2 separate regions of the Mus musculus genome follow, and region 1 is linked to region 2. The links are chromatin contacts, called in public HiChIP or PLAC-seq maps. All regions are on one chromosome and are shown on one strand. The core of a region is the stretch at or near the end of the contact, and the rest is flanking DNA. Distances in the headings are between cores, read along the strand shown.

Evidence for each region. HiChIP or PLAC-seq counts read pairs in DNA pulled down with a chosen protein or histone mark.
Region 1: a BATF HiChIP or PLAC-seq map of CD8 T cells shows a contact between it and region 2, with 15 read pairs. The contact joins two enhancer-like sites. A contact is called at or near these places in 4 of 484 Hi-C or Micro-C datasets (Th1 cells, embryonic fibroblasts, liver and 1 more) and 6 of 115 datasets of contacts at active chromatin or transcription factors (CD8 T cells, effector CD8 T cells, fibro-adipogenic progenitors and 3 more).

Annotation. Positions count from the first base shown.
Region 1 is chr15:59,797,740-59,802,926 of GRCm38.p6, reverse strand. No RefSeq gene overlaps it. Among named protein-coding and RNA genes, the nearest start is that of Gm19510, 5.4 kb to the right of the region's middle. Within about 2 kb of position 3,251, at least 49 of the 459 cell types and tissues checked have an H3K27ac peak or open chromatin away from gene starts, as enhancers often do. A contact at or near this core is called in CD8 T cells, Th1 cells and pancreatic cancer cells, where this site is marked.
Region 2 is chr15:59,538,144-59,543,429 of GRCm38.p6, reverse strand. The region is part of intron 4 of Nsmce2 (NSE2/MMS21 homolog, SMC5-SMC6 complex SUMO ligase); the gene reads right to left. Among named protein-coding and RNA genes, the nearest start is that of Gm36677, 77 kb to the left of the region's middle. Within about 2 kb of position 2,174, at least 54 of the 459 cell types and tissues checked have an H3K27ac peak or open chromatin away from gene starts, as enhancers often do. A contact at or near this core is called in CD8 T cells, Th1 cells and pancreatic cancer cells, where this site is marked.

The DNA of each region.
Region 1 (5,187 bases), core at 2,002-4,501, 260 kb before region 2:
TGTCTACATGTTTTAACCTTACCAAGAACCGTATAGCTTATAAAATGGGGTAGGGGTCTTTAATTCAAGCCAAGTACGTTCTATCAGCTGGCACGCAGCATCCACAAGACAGGTGACCTCTGCAGCAACCTTTCTCCTGGGAGCCTGAGATAGCATCCCTTTCCCTGGTCACCTCCTTGGACTCTTACTGAGAAAAATGCATCATTCTTTCAGGTCCTCTTTTTGGTTCCTTCCCCAGTGCATGTGTGAGCAACCTATAGAGCCTCAGAGGGTTCTGTGTTGAGAACCAGGCATCCCAGAACCCTGTACCAAATGTTTTCTGGCAAGTTCTTGTGCGTTTGCCAGGAGCCTCTAGACTCTCAGTTCTCAATTTCAATTGGCGACAAGTGGCTTTCTTCGCTGACCTGACTCCTCTCCATGCCTCATAAGAGAAGTTGATGAAGTTGTTGTTTCAGCCACACCAAGGAGGGGGGAGGAGTAGCTGTGACAAGGGAGCCAAGCATGAGCAGGGAAGGTCCGACCACGTGACAAACTACACTGTAGGGTTTTACCTACTGTCTTAGTCGGGGTTTCTATTCCTGCACAAACATCATGACCAAGAAACAAGTTGGGGAGGAAAGGGTTTATTCGGCTTACACTTCCATACTGCTGTTCATCACCAAGGAAGCCAGGACTGGAACTCAAGCAGGTCAGGAAGCAGGAGCTGATGCAGAGGCCATGGAGGGATGTTCTTTACTGGCTTGCCTCACCTGGCTTGCTCAGCCTGCTTTCTTATAGAACCAAGACTACCAGCCCTGAGATGGTCCCACCCACAAGGGGCCTTTCCCCCTTGATCACTAATTGAGAAAATGCCTTACAGTTGGATCTCATGGAGGCATTTCCTCAACTGAAGCTCCTTTCTCTGTGATAACTCCAGCTGTGTCAAGTTGACACAAAACTAGCCAGTACAATTGACCCCTTGTCAACTTGACACACAAAAACATCACTAGTAAGCCTCAACCCTTACAATCTTATTCATCCCCATTCTAAATAACTTTAAAAGTCCCACAGTCTTTACATATGCTTAAAATTTCAATCTCTTTAAAATATCCATCTCTTTTAAAATCCAAAGTCTTTTTACAATTAAAAGTCTCTTAACTGTGGGCTCCACTAAAACAGTTTCTTTCTTCAAGAGGGAAAATATCAGGGCACAGTCACAATCAAAAGCAAAAGTCAATCTCCAACTGTCCAATGTCTGGGATCCAACTCACGATCTTCTGGGCTCCTCCAAGGGCTTGGGTCACTTCTCCAGCCAGGCCCTTTGTAGCACACGAGTCATCCTCTAGGCTCCAGATGCCTGTACTCCACTGCTGCTGCTGCTCTTGGTGGTCATCTCATGGTACTGGCATCTCCAAAACACTGCATGACCCCTTCAGTCCTGGGCCATCAATTGCAACTGAGGCTGCACTTTCACCAATGGCCTTCCATGGCCTCTCACTGTGCCAAGCCTCAGCTGCTCTGCTCAACTCCTTCATGCCTTCAAAACCAGTACCACCTGGGTGACCCTTACACATTACCAAGTCCAGCCACAGCACAAGGTACAACTTTGGCTATATCTGGAACACAGCCACTGTGCTTTCAGAAAATACTTCCCAGAAGATGTCACCTCAATGATGCTGGTCTCTTCTTAATCACCGCTAATTTCTTAGCTCCAGCTAACCAGCATCAATAGTCCCAGTAATGCAAAGTTTTTGCTTTAGTAGTTCTGGTATCTTGTTAATCACAGCTGATTCTTCAGCCCCAGCTAACCAGAACTACAGAATCTTCACAATCAAAACAGGAATGGCCCTGAAAAGAGTCTTTAATTTTCCCTCTGAAATTTCACACACCAGAGCTCCAACTTCTGCAGTGTTCTCAACATTATCTTCCAAGCTCCTACACAACATCCGACAGAGGTCTTAACAATGGATGGATCTTCAAGCCCAAAGTTCCAAAGTCCTTCCACAGTCCTCCCCAAAACATGGTCAGGTTGTCACAGGAATACCCCACTCCACTGGTACCAATTTGTCTTAGTAGTCAGGGTTTCTATTCCTGCACAAACATCATGACCAAGAAACAAGTTGGGGAGGAAAGGGTTTATTCGGCTTACACTTCCATACTGCTGTTCATCACCAAGGAAGCCAGGACTGGAACTCAAGCAGGTCAGGAAGCAGGAGCTGATGCAGAGGCCATGGAGGGATGTTCTTTACTGGCTTGCCTCACCTGGCTTGCTCAGCCTGCTTTCTTATAGAACCAAGACTACCAGCCCTGAGATGGTCCCACCCACAAGGGGCCTTTCCCCCTTGATCACTAATTGAGAAAATGCCTTACAGTTGGATCTCATGGAGGCATTTCCTCAACTGAAGCTCCTTTCTCTGTGATAACTCCAGCTGTGTCAAGTTGACACAAAACTAGCCAGTACACCTACCTAGTCTTCACAGCACCCCTACAAGGCAAGAGCTGTGATCATTGCTACTTTTGCAACAGAGAGTGTTGACATCCCAGAAAACTGAGTGACCTGCCTATGGTTCCCCCTACTAGCCTAGGATATCACTGGCCCAGCACACTGACTGATAAATTGTATTCTTTCTGAGGTTCCCGAACCCAGCCTACGTGTGTGGTGGCCTGTCTGATGCAGCTCCAGGCCTGGTCTTCGACATCATAGTAAGTGCCTCTGAGCATTTTCACATGTACACACCTCCTCTTGGGTACTCTTTCCTCCAGTGTCTGATTGCAGTGCCCGAGAAAACCCTGTGTTTCTCTGCATCGTGTGTGTGTGTGTGTGTGTGTGTGTGTGTGTGTGTGTGTGTGTATGTGTGTGTGTGTGTGTGAGAGAGAGAGAGAGAGAGAGACAGAGAGACAGAGAGACAGAGAGACAGAGAGAGAGAGAGAGAGAGAGACAGAGAGAGAGAGAGAGAGACAGAGACAGAGACAGATTCAGAGACAGAGAGAGAGGTATGGGATACATGTTACAGGGGTGGGCATATACACCACAGTGTGTGAGTGTGCATGCTTGTGTAGGCATACACAGAAGCCAGACAAGGACATGAAGTACTTTTCTATATTGTTCTCTGCTTTAGTCCCTGTGGTTGCAGGCACACATACCCATTCCTGGATTTTTATAAGGATTTGTGGGATTTGAACTCAGGACCTCACACTTGTTATGCACAGGTCGGCCCCAAGGCTGAGCCTTTGAAGCAAGCCTCTATGACATCATCCTGGACCATGGACTCTCACCTCTCTTGCTGTCTCATGTGAATGTTTCATTACTGAGTGACTCATAGGTACTTAGCTCACAGTGTACTTGTCTCTCCATGGGATTAGAAGCTCCCTAAGGGCAAGGCTTACCCATCTAGCCTATGACAGCCCTGTAGGCCCATGCCCAGTGTCACCTACACCCAGTCCCTCTCTAGCCAGAAATCCCTTCCTGTTTGGCTAGACTGACCCCATGGAGATGGGAGTGCCATGACCGGGGGGCACAGTGAATGAGATGACCCCTTCCAATAGCTTGCTAGAGCTGAAGAAGCAGATGTTGTACCAGGATGACTCAGGCAACCAAGATCTATGTTCTTGTAATTCTGGAGGCTGAAGTCCAAGAGCAGAGTGTAAGCAGGCTTGCTTTGACTCTCCTGGGCTGCCTCATGGCTGGCTCCTTCCTGTGTTCTTCTATAGGAAGTCTGGATTCAAGTTCCCTCTTTTGATGAAGAGCCCAGTTCTTGGATTAATATACCTCCCCAAGAGTCTCAGTAAGCATTACGACCCCAATGATATCAGTAAACATTACATAGTTCTTTAAGGGGCCTGTTCCCCAGTACAGGGACATTCTGAAGCCACAAGGATTCTTACTTCAATATATAATTTGAAATTCGTTAATTCAGCCTACAGTACATCTCAGCTTCCCTCTTTACTTCTGTTCCCATTGTCACCCACACACGAAATTAGACTCATTAAAGAGCAGGTTGGGAATATCCAAAATGCCAAGTCCAAGTGTCCAATGGCTGGTCCCAGGGTCCCCAGAAAGAGCCTGCAGCAAATACTGTCTGCTTTGATAATATTCTATGTGTCCACACTCATCACTGTCACCCAAGGCTGACCAGGAGAATGCTGAAAGGCACAGGATACAAGTGTTTTAAGGAAGCCATGTCCTTCACTGGCCAAGGAGGCCAGGCCAGTTCTCAGGCTTCACCAGAAGGCAGGCCTCTGGAGTTGCTTAGCAACTTCCATGCCAGATGTTCCTAGCCACCCACAGAGCTTCTGAAAGCTTCTCTTCATGCAGCCTTGGCACTTCCAGGAAAGGGAGGAAAATACCAAACAACTGATTGTCTTCTTCTAGTCACAAATTTGATAAAGGAAGAAACTATCCCTCTACTACCAGGACCCAGGGACTGGTCCCCACCCCAACCCCACAGCTTCTCTCCCTCTGCACAGTACAATTGAAATCCACCTCAAGACTATCCACTATGAGAACATGAAGTCCTTCCACAGCTCACCACATCTGCAAAATCAAGGTCACCCTCCATCCACATCGAGGTGATCAAAACCCTCTGCCTATGTCCCAGATTTAGGTCCCTGTGGCAAACCAGATGATTTAGGTTCAAATCCTATCTGTGAAATGTTCTAGCCATGTGACTTTGGAGAGTTTAACTAGCTTCCACATAAGTTAGGGTTTGGGTGAAAAATGCCCCGCCACCCCCCCACCCCCCACGAACATGTGTTTAAACAATTGGTTCTTAATTGGTAGCTCTGTTAGAAGAAGGTATGGAACTTTGGGGAGGTGGAGACCAGCTGGAGGAAATATGCCTCTGTTTATAGTCTGGCTCCACTTCCTGTCCTATATCTGTTCGCTGGTACCCAGAGATGTGAGTAAACACCATGGGAATTCTCCCCCCACCGTGACTTCCCCACCGTAAGGAATCCTCCAACTCTTATGTTACGTCTTATGAGGTAATTGCTCATAGCGACAAGAAAAGTTAGTAATATGTCATGTTCCAGTGTTATAACCCATAAAATATTAACCACAACAGTATTTTCTTTATAGCATTGTAACACAGATCAAATCCGTTGATGTGTGTGACGCATACAGAATAGTCTCTAGACTATATTACACTGCATGTAGACCTTGGTTAACTTAATCACACAGAGGCCCCATCCTTCAGCACATCCCACAGG
Region 2 (5,286 bases), core at 925-3,424:
GAGCCAGTGTCATCTGCTTTACATAAAGGCTTCATCTGCTTATTTCAAATAAAACACAGAACCCAGTGCCTACTATATCCTGCAAGCTCAATAGTCACTAGTAGTTGTTCATTCTGCTCAGTTTTTACTACAATGGCTTGGTAGGGCTTGTAGCATCTGGGCCTTGTAAGCTCTGTTCTCTCTCTCTCTCTCTTTCTCTCTCTCTCCCTCTCTCCTCTCTCCCTCACTCCCTCTCTCCCTCCCTCTTCCTTCCTTCCTTCCTTCCTTCCTTCCTTCCTTCCTTCCTTCCTTCCTTCTCCCTCTCTCCAGTTATGAAATGTGTCAGATTAACTCCCACACCACAGCTCAGACTCTGTGTGGACTGATTCCTGAGTTTATCTATCCCAGGTGCTGAGAACAGTGTCTGGCACATAGCACACTAGCAGTGGCTATGAAAGGAACACACTGGCTTGAATGACAAAGTAGTATCTGCAGAAAATGGAGCTCTGGATTGCAGAAGTCCTTGTATGTGTCTTAGTCTCACATGAAAGGAACTGGGACTCTGTCCCTTAACAGCTAACAAATTGTTCTTGCTGCCCCAGGAGTGAGTTCATTCAGTGTCAGCCTCAACCCCCATGTCCACAGGGTAGTGTGGTATAGTAAGGAGCTATTATTATTCCTTATCTTGAGAAGAGAGCCAAGTATAGAGAGGTTAGTCTGCTAAAGGGCACTGACATGGTCACCAGGATCCACTGGTCAGAGTGGCATCAATTCCAGTGACACTGGGGATAAGGTTTACTGTGGCTGGTGGCACGGGCTTCTCTTTCCCAGTGGCCTAACTGCTGAGGGTGTTGCTTGTTCCTATGTAACCCTGTCAAGTGGTAAATGGAGGAGAGTAGGTGACACAAACCAGAGGCAAAAAGGCAAGTCCCAAATATCTTATTCCTTTGCGCTTCTGAGCCTAGCTAATCATTGTGAGACAAAAATGACTTTTAAAAATGTTCAAATAATGTTACGACCTGATGCCAGTAGGCCATCTAAGACTGAAGTCAGTAGGTCATCTAAGACTTAAGCCAGTAGGTCATCTAAGACTGAAGCCAGTAGATCATCTAAGACTGAAGCCATCAGATGACCATCAGGCCTTCCCTGTAGCCAAGGTGATGTTGGTTAGGCAGGATGTTTACACTGTCCACAAGTGACCAGCTGGAAGGTTCTTCCACCTACAGTAACCTGTCCTCTAGGAATCACTCTAGCTGTCCGTCCTACAGGAAGCTTTGTAGCTCAGCCCTATCCCCTCCCCTGTTCTACTCCTGGCTCGGTCCAGGGCCCCTCCTGCATACTCATATTTTCCTCCACCGTTAACAGCAGCTGAATGTCACTGCCTCCCTCTGTCATGTACTTAAGTGTTGGGACAGTGTCCTTTGAACATGTGAATCACAGTGTCTTGTAAGCACTCAATAAATGACTGTCGAATGGGATAGTGCCACCCTGTGAGATAGCCCAGCCTCTCAGGTCATTAATGTGCCTTGTCACCTTTGATTTGGCTTAGCCTGAGATCTAAATGGCATGGCCTTGAAGTAAGTCAGTTCCTGCAAAAGAAAACTAAAATCATATGTTCAGATAACAATTTTCAAGTTATGTGACATTTTCTTAAATGAATGCTTGCTTTATAAATCAAAAGTGCTTCAGTATCAACACAGCAATTATCTCAAACTCTCATTATATAAAACACTGCAGGGGCAACTGTTCTTTTGGGGAGCTCATTTCTCGTTTGGAAAGCAGTGTGCTGACAAGTGCCTCCCCCTCTCTGAGTAAGGGACCTGGTGATGAGAAGCCTGTATCAGTCAGAATATTTAAGCCCTTTTGAGCTCCACTGTTCATGGACCTAAAAATGTAAAATGTTTGTGGGCAACACTCTATGTCTTTTAAAGGTTTACTTTTGAGATAGGTCACTGGGTGTCAACAGAGGAGCTATCAAACAGAGGGAGAACCAATTTGTTCCTTTTCAGTTGCATCGGTTATTTATAAAATACGCTATCTTTCAGCAGCGAGGGGGCGAGGGCGGCAGCTTACGTATCTCAGGAACAACTGTTACAGGTTATGAGGCTGGCCCTTTCCCATTGTCCTGTCTTAGTCCTGGCTGACTAACACTGAAATGAGGTATACAGTCATCAACAAGAGTCATTTAAAAAGCCACTCTGCTTACTCTGAAGTAATTCTGACAGGGATCTTACATTGGTCATAAGAGACCACATACCATGGGGTATAGAAATGAATCACGAGTTCTCTGGGTGGGGTCTAAACCAAAACAAGAAACAAAAGAAACCCACAAATGAGTTAGGTGTAGAGTCACCATTAAGAATCCCCGGTCATGCTTGATAGTAAGCCATTTAATTCATTTGAAAGAAACAATGTATTTATCTTAAATTCTGTGCACAGCCCTGTGTGGGTATGCAGGCGGGGATCCCCTAAGCAGGAGTTACAGGCGACAACAGAGTGAGATGTCTGACAACGGGAACCAAACCCAGAGCCTCTGCAAGAGCAATGTTTGCTCTCCTTTTAACTCTTCAAAGAGCCTTGCCCAGTTTTATGGGTGAGCAAAGTACCGTGAGGACAGGGTAGCTCCTAGAGCTACCTGGAGACTGAAGTGTAGCATCGGAAGCTCGGACTCAGACAGAACACTTGATTTCAACTGCTGGTTCCCACACTCACAACAGCTTTCTTAATCCCACCCCAGGTTTCCTCCTATCTGTGAAATGGGCATATTAATAGAACACTCTCAGAGGGCTGAGGTAAGCGTGAGTGAACCAACTTATAAAGGAGCTTGCAACAGTGCCTGGCATCCAGTCAGCATTAGTTTTGCAATTACCTGACTTCAAAGGCCAGGCTACTTCTTCCACATCAAGGGTTAATATTACAAAGCATTTGCATTCATATTCCGATACATGGCATAATTGCTTTACTTATTGGAAGCAATCAACGAAGTCTCCTAATTAAGGCATCCCACCCTCATTTTCACCGTGTGTCACTCTGGAAGGAATACTTTTATGAACAAGACACAGCGAATATAAAATTTCCCTAAACTGAGAAAAAGAGTTTCTACTAGGAAATAGACTAAGCTGCCAGACTCAGGGCATGGTCTACCCAAGGAGGTCACTTAGGGGCAGATGAAAGGATTGCTCCTACGAGAGTCTGGTGGTGGGGAGGAATGGGTGAGGGAAGGTCGGGGCTTTGCTGACTTGAGAGCTCCCCTCTAGACAGCATCTGTGAGAGGAGTGCAGCGTTAGTCACGGCACTGCACACACTCACCTTAGCTGGAAAGCACACAAGTCAGAATGGAGCAAGCAGCTGTTAATAGTGTGTGTGTGTGTGTGAGAGAGAGAGAGAGAGAGAGAGAGATATTGATTGATTTTAGAACCCTTATAGAACAGTGGTCCAGGAAAATGATAAGTTCATTGAGCCAGTGACTGTAGATAACAATGCTTGCAGAAAGGAAATAAGATACGCAGGCTCTAAACACACACACACACATACACACACACACACACACACACATTTTTTTTTAAAGTTTTTTTTTGTTGTTGTTGTTGTTTTTGTTTGTTTGTTTTTTCGAGACAGGGTTTCTCTGTGTAGCCCTGGCTGTCCTGGAACTCACTCTGTAGACCAGGCTGGCCTCGAACTTAGAAATCCACTTGCCTCTGCCTCCCAAGTGCTGAGATTAAAGGCATGTGCCACCACTGCCCGGCAACATATTCTTATTTTCCATATGAAATAAGAAAATCAGTACAGGTAACATTCCTTTTTTATTTCAATTTTGTAATAGAAAACAACAAGCAAAATTTCCAATGCATTTTTGTTCCACAGAAGTACATTTGATTCTTTTGTTACAGGAACAAATGAATCCGCTTTTCCTCGGCCATCATCCCCTCCTGTGTGGGACTATGAAGGCAAGGAGCTTAAAGCTTTCTGTAAAAACTGCTGCAAGGAAACTCAGAATCCAATGGAAAATAAGCTCGGCCACAGCCAAACCTGTCAGCTGGCTTCCTAACGTGGGCAAGTTCTTGCTGTACAGCCCTCTCCACTCCTATACCTCCTCCCCACCATTCCTCATAGGACTTGTGGGAGCAGGGAGCCACTACATTCACTATGTCAGGTCACAGACAGATGAGTGTTAAGCTAAGGGCACACTGGATACGGCTGGGATGCACGAAGTTTCATTACAGCTCACTTGAAGGTTGACCTTGTCATGTCAGAGGGCTATGGAAAAAATGAGCCCGGAGCCTATGCACAGCTATTCGCACGATCTTAGCAAACGGTCCAGTCAACAAGCACTTGCCATCCTTTATTTTTCTGTTACTTGAGGGCTAGTCACTTTAAAAATCAGAACCAAACCACAATTGCTACTAACCTACCAATGATTCCTATCTAGTTCCTCTGTAACAGTCCTGAAGGCACATGGGCCAGGGTTAGCCAGTCGTCCAGGATCTTTAGTAGCCACAATGTGCTTGCTTCACCCAGAGCAGTGTTTCAAAAAGTGTCAAAAGAGAACTCACGAAGGCTTAAACCAGCTTAAGGGTCTGAGGTTGTTGCCTCCCGTTACTCTGGGGTGGCAGAATTCAATTCCTGCCAATCAACCTAGTTATTCTTTGGAACCACTCCCCAGCCGAGCCACAGGCCCACAGTAAGATGAGGAGCAGATAAGGCAGAGGTAGAAACTAAGAAGGGCGGAACTAGCCATAGCCACTCTTCCTTTCTCTTTTCTCCTTGGTCCCCTGCAGGCCCTCAGCAAACAGTGCCGAATGCAGTCAGGAATGCACAGCACACAGGAAGCTTAGCACTGGTGAGGCTCTCTCTGTGCCAGTGAGGACCACTGGTCTCCTGTGAAGTTATTTGTCCTGGGGAGCTTTCAAAGCTGTCCTGAGACTCTTTCTAGGGAAAGCATCTTTGGAGTTTGGTTTGAGATACTTTTTTCCTCCACCAGCCCCTCCTCACTTTGTACATATCTAGGGCTGGTGAATCTCACACTTCCAAGCTCACACGGAGCTTTCCTTGACAGAAACAACTGTGAGCAGACTAGGAGCTCCACAGAGACAGACGGTGTAGAAAACATCTGAGAACCAGACAGAAGTAAGGGCTAAAGAAGGGCAGTGCTTTTAACTGGGGACAAAGGACATGGAGGCAAACAAGTCAGAGAAGTGTTCTTTTCTCCCCTCTGCAGTCAGATCCTGATGTCATCACAGCAACAGGACAGTCAAGAAAGCCCAACCTATTTTAAGTGGTTTCAGGTGACAGATTATTGGCCCACAC